Linked DNA regions of Sus scrofa: region 1 is linked to region 2. The links are chromatin contacts, called in public HiChIP or PLAC-seq maps. All regions are on one chromosome and are shown on one strand. The core of a region is the stretch at or near the end of the contact, and the rest is flanking DNA. Distances in the headings are between cores, read along the strand shown. Region 1 holds the start of CHMP3 (charged multivesicular body protein 3). Region 2 holds the start of RMND5A (protein RMD5 homolog A).

Region 1 (2,791 bases), core at 171-2,670, 110 kb after region 2:
GATTTACTTCACTTACTATGATAATCTCTAGGTCAAACCATGTTATTGTAAATGGCATTATTTTATTCTTTTTTTATGGCTGAGTAGTACTCCATTTTGTGTGTGTGTGTGTGTGTGTGTGTGTACACATATGCATGCACACCCCACATCTTCTTTATCTATTCTGTTCGACATTTAGGTTGCTTCTATGTTAAAGTGTCCAATTTTTGATATTGCATATATGTGTGAAACCACCCCCACAAACAACATATTATCCATCACCCCCCAAATTTTCCTTATGTCTCTTTGTAATCCCTCTTTGCCACCTCTTGGGAAACCAACCCCTGTCTCCTAACAACCAATAATCTACTTTCTGCCATTATAGATTAGTTTGCATTTAGTAAAACGTCACATAAATGAAATCATACAGAATGTACACTTTTTTGGGGGGGCTTCTTTCACTCAGCAAAATTATTCTGAGATTCACCCATGCTGTTGCATGTATCAACAGTTTCTTTTTTTATTGTCAAGTAGTATTCCACTGTACGGATCTAGCACAATTATTTTATCCATTCTCCTGTTGAGATGGACATTTGGATTACTTCCATTTCTTGGCAATTACAAATAAGGATACTTGTATAAGTCTCTGTAAGGACGTGTTTCCCCCCCCTCTTGGATAAATAGCTGGCTGTGGAATGGCTTGAGATAAACGTTTATTATTTAAACAACTTGCTAAAATATTTTCAGAATGGTTGTATCATTTTCCATTCCCACCAGAGATGGGAGTTGGGGTTGAGGCACTAAATGAGTGGATGCTTCACCATCAGCAAAGGAAGTAATTGTTGGTTCAATCAGGCTGCCCAGTAAAATGCGACCAGTCCTTTTTCGTCACAGATTCCTTTGAGAATTTGATTAAGGTTATGGTCTGCGTGGATTGAAGGACCACACAAGCACACACACAAATGGCTGGTAGGAATCATCCACGTTGGAAATGGCGATGGCCTGCACAAAGCTGTGACATTTGGCATTAGAAGGCTGGAGTTAAAAAAAAAAAAAAAAGTTACAGTTGTTGGGACCTGGTAAGAGGTGGAGAAGAGATGATACCCAGGTTTAGTGACTTAGTGATGGCAGAGACAACATAGGGAAGGAGAAGGTCCGGCGGGAGGAAGAAGAGGTCACTGCTGCCTTGCTACAAGTAAGGTACCTACGGGACAGAAGGGTGAAGCTGTTCGGAAAGTGGTTGTAAAAGTACCTTGTTGGTAAAGATAAAGAATTCCGGCGCAACAATACAGCGCGAGCAACGCAGCTGTAATCACCAGGTGCAGTCAATAAAATCGCATCTTTCGGAGGAATCACCTCCCAGGCCTAAGAAAACACAGCTAACTCGTCACGTGGGTCAGCAAATCCCCTCCCAGCAAGTGCGCAATCGCGTCAATCTTTCAGCGTTGACTCCGCCGACCTAAATCTGCGCATGAGTTCGGCGCATGCGCACCAGGACCCCAGCGGCCGCTCCCGACTCCGGGCGTCCAGCCTCCTCTTCCCTAACCCGCCCCGCCCAGGCGGCTGCCCGTGACCTGCCTGGGCGCAGGGAACGGAGAGCCGGAAGGGGCAAGACGAGTTCAGTTCACCATGGGGCTGTTTGGTAAAACCCAAGAGAAGCCGCCCAAAGAGCTGGTAAGGGCTACGGCGGCGGCACTGAGTGGGTGGGTTTGTAAGGGCTCAGTGGAGTTGGTGGTGGACTGGACCTTCTTTCCCCGCGGCTGGCCAGGTACCGCTCGGCCCCCATTTCCGGGGCCTCCCACTCGGTCGAGGGGCCGGAGGAAGTCTCTTAGGAGCCAGTTGTGGCGAAAGAAAACCTCTGTACCACAGCGCTCCGCAGAGGAGCCGAGGGCTAGGTTAAGAGTTATGCAGGCTCGGCACGGGGCGCGGAGGCAGCAGCGCCGTCCTGGCCTCTGGAACCCCTTCCTCTGCCGGCGTTGGTACGTCCCTCCCGGAACCTATCCCGGGCGCAGGCCCCGCCCCCCTCAGTCCGCCCACGGGCATGGGCGTACCTGCCCGTAGCAGGTGAGCTGTCCTCGAGGACCCCCTTCCCGATCACGGAGCGGTATAGGCGCTTGCCGCCCTTTCCCCACACAGTGCGGCGTGTTGAGAGGTAGGCTCTGGTTCTCATTCCGCTTCCCAACAACGTTATGTTGACACCAACCGCACAGTCATAGCCCAGACCCCACTTCGAAGAGTGGTACCGAAGATAATAACTCTGGACCTGGCTTAGAGTTCTGAATCTGCCTGTCAGCTGAGATCACGTCGGGATACTGTGGAGCGGTTGAGAGTGCCCTGCAGAGGCAGTGTGCCTAACTTTGAATCCTGGTTCTCCACATAATCAGCTTTGTGATCTAAGGAAATTTCATCTCTGTGTGCCTCAGTCTTGGATATCAAGCAGGAATATAATAGTATCACTTCGGACTCACTGAAGGCGAAAGCATGATAAGTTTTAGCTACTGGTGCTAGTTAGGATAAATTATATATTCTACAACCCTCTAAAGTGCAGACCAACAGCATCAGCAGCATCAGCATCACCTGGCAGCTTGTTAAAAAAATCTTGGTTCCTGTCTAAGATCTATTGAATCATAACGTTAATTCTGACAAGAGCGCCAGTGGTAAATATTTATGTTAAAGTGTCAGAAGCTTTACAGTACCCAGGTTAGACTTATACATAATGGAAAAAAAGCCTAAAATCTTTGAAGAAGTGATCTCACTTGTTCAGCTCTGGCAGGCAGATTTTAAAAACCAATGTGGAGTTCCCTGGTTGCTC
Region 2 (2,741 bases), core at 189-2,688:
AACTTGACCAGGTAAGCAAGTTAACTACCAACTTGTGCCACAATGTGTTTCTGGAGAGTTCCTCCGTCTCATCACTGGCTCCAGGAGGAGAGCTGAACAGTTTGGTTCAGCTAGTTTCCTAGCAATCAAGTCAGTGCCGCTGCCGAATTAAAGAAAAACTGCTTCCACACAGAGTTAAATTATGGAGTTGCAGAAGCGGCTGTTCTGTTAACCCACAGCTAAGAATAACACTCAACTTTCTAATTTAAAAAAAAAAAGAAAAAGAAAGAAAAGGAAAGACGAGAAAAGTAAGTCTCTGCGCTAAGAGTTTGGGGCAGAGAAGAAAGAGGGGGCTCCCTGCACTGACTCTCTGTTTACCCAGAGCCTTATGCCCAAGGCAACTGACCAGGGGAGCCCAGCCCGGGAGGGCGGCAGTTTGCAGGTGCGACGGACGGCCCCACCCCCGTTTAACCTGGGCTGGAGCCCCAGGCTTCAGAATTGGTTTTCCGGGTGGGTTCGGGCTCACTCTTAATTAACAACGAGGTCGGGGTAAGTTGGAGACAAAACCGGAGAGAGAAGCAGGAAAAAGCCAAAAGGGCCGCAGGGAAGGAGGAGCCGAGGCCCCCGGAGGCCACCCTTCCTGGCCCGCCGAGGCCTGGCCCCGCGCGCCCACCCGGGCCGCCCTACCGTGGCTCTGCAGGATCTCGTGCTTGAGGCCGCCCGTGTAGTCGATAAGCTCCTCCAGGCCGCGCTCGCACAGCTGCCCGTAGCCCGAGAACTTGTGCAGCACCTTCTCCAGCTCGCGCTCCACCGTCACGCACTGATCCATCCCGGAGGCGGTGGCGGCAGCGGCGCTCGGCTGCCCAGCGCCCGGGTGTCCGCAGCCGTTCGGCCCGGGCCCGGCCGAGGCCGCGTCCTGCTCCTCGTCCCCCAAGCGGGCGGCACGGGAGACTGAAGAGGCGGACGCGCTAGCCCCGGCGCCGAGGGAGCTCCGCGCAGCCCGCGCCCGCCTGCCCCATGGCGCCCCGACCCCGGCGCGTCGCCGCTGCTCCCGCTCGTTCTTCCCACCCGGCCCCGAGCCCCCGCTCGCCGCGTTCGCTGTCCGACGCGGCGCCGCCGATTGTTTTTGTTTTCACGGGAACCGACCGATGACCTGGTTCTCCCGGGCGGCACCAAGCGCCGCCGACCCGAGGGGGGGCAGCCACCCCAGCGAGGGATGGAGGCGGCGGGGGCCGTACCAAGCGCACGCTCGTGGCGGGGGGAGGCGGCCGGCGAGCGCGGGCGGAGGAACGTGACGAGCGTCCGCTCGCGCCGCCGCTCTAAAGGTGTGGGCCCTACCACGCGGGAGGCGTGCAAGGGAGCGGGAGAGGGCGGAGCAAAGATCCAATTGGGCCGAGGAGCTAAATAGGGAACTTTGGAGCCAGCCCCAGAGCTCCGAGAGCGCTACAACTACGCGCTCCGTAAACAAGAGGGTGGAAACCGCCCGTCACCACTCCGCCCAGAAACGGAGAAAACGAACCAATAAGCGCCGAGAATACGTAAGGAACGAACGTCCTCCAATCCCTGGCCGAGGCCTAATCCTTCAGCCAATCTGGGACTAGAGGCCAAACCAATAGTCTCGCTGTTGGAGGGGGTGATTTGGAGAGCATCCTGGGAAGCAAGTCGTTTCTGGAAAGCCGTGAGGGAAAACAAGGCAGAAATAAAAAGGCCTATTTCCCATAGGACTTCGCCCCAGCCCTGAGTTATTTCATCTCCCTGTCATTCCTGAGGGTACTGTCTTCTCCAAGTTTTGGAAAGCAGACTCGCCGCCCCGAGGAAAAATCCAGCCAGGCCGAGCGGAGTGGGTGGTGCTGCGGGCGGGGGTCGCTAACTGGAATAAGAAGAGGGGGATTCTGAGGTGGGAGAAGGGGGCTGCTTGTTGGCCGGGCGTGGCCCGCGATCCTGCCTCGATTCTCGCTACACCGGGAGGTCACAAGCCTTACACCTCCACCCCCACCCCCGCGGGCCTCGGCCCTTTGGCCCCTGGGACTCTCCTGACGGGTTGCCTCACCCCGGGGGCAGCATCACGGAAGGGAAACTTGCGTCGGACCTCGGGGCAGCCTGGCTCCTGCCTCTTCGGCTCGTTATTCCATTGCTTCCGATGGAGTTACCCCCTTCGCGTGAATCCTTCCCCTGACTTGCCATGGCGCCTCCTACCTTGGCCTGTACCTACTTGCTCACTAAGCTGTGACTGCCCCGACCTTAGCTTAGCGTTCCTCCTAGAAGCCAAGTTGATGCTTGCCTCAGGACCTCTGTACTTAGCCTTTCTTTGGACTAGAAAACTCTTCCATCGTGTCATCCTAAAATTTTCGGCTCACTTGTACCACAGAGGGTCCCCCCCTGACCACATTCCCTCCTCCATTACTACACCATATTTATTATGGTCAATCATAGCCGTTTTACTATTTTCTCACCACTTGTTATCTGTTTCAGTTATTTTCATTCACTTTTCTGTCTGCACTCCTTCAATAAAGCGCTAAGGCAGCCCCCTGGCCTCTGTTTTCTGTGCCCAGAACAGTGATTGGCAACATAGTACCTGGTCTTTTTATTATTATTATTATTAAGGTAAAACCTTTTTGAGCCTCAGTGTCTCTTTTTATAGTTTGGTAATAATTAGAACTAATAATACTTCGATCTATTGTTAGGAAAATGAAGATAATTTAGGTAAACACCCAGTAGCACATGATAACTACATGATAAACAGTGGTGGTTGCTACTAGTGT

Evidence for each region. HiChIP or PLAC-seq counts read pairs in DNA pulled down with a chosen protein or histone mark.
Region 1: a contact with region 2 is called in an H3K27ac HiChIP or PLAC-seq map of alveolar macrophages. The contact joins the promoter of CHMP3 here to the promoter of RMND5A in region 2. A contact is called at or near these places in 1 of 5 promoter capture datasets (liver), 10 of 47 Hi-C or Micro-C datasets (alveolar macrophages, fetal skeletal muscle, heart right ventricle and 3 more) and 2 of 2 datasets of contacts at active chromatin or transcription factors (alveolar macrophages and skeletal muscle).

What each region holds. Positions count from the first base shown.
Region 1 is chr3:58,205,501-58,208,291 of Sscrofa11.1, forward strand. CHMP3 (charged multivesicular body protein 3) reads left to right here and starts at 1,421. Exons shown (of 6, transcript XM_003354734.4): 1 at 1,421-1,653. The coding sequence starts at 1,609.
Region 2 is chr3:58,095,414-58,098,154 of Sscrofa11.1, forward strand. It overlaps RMND5A (protein RMD5 homolog A), which reads right to left and starts at 1,439. Exons shown (of 9, transcript XM_021087278.1): 1 at 667-1,439. The coding sequence starts at 808. LOC110259986 (a long non-coding RNA gene) reads left to right here and starts at 1,572. Exons shown (of 4, transcript XR_002342541.1): 1 at 1,572-1,749.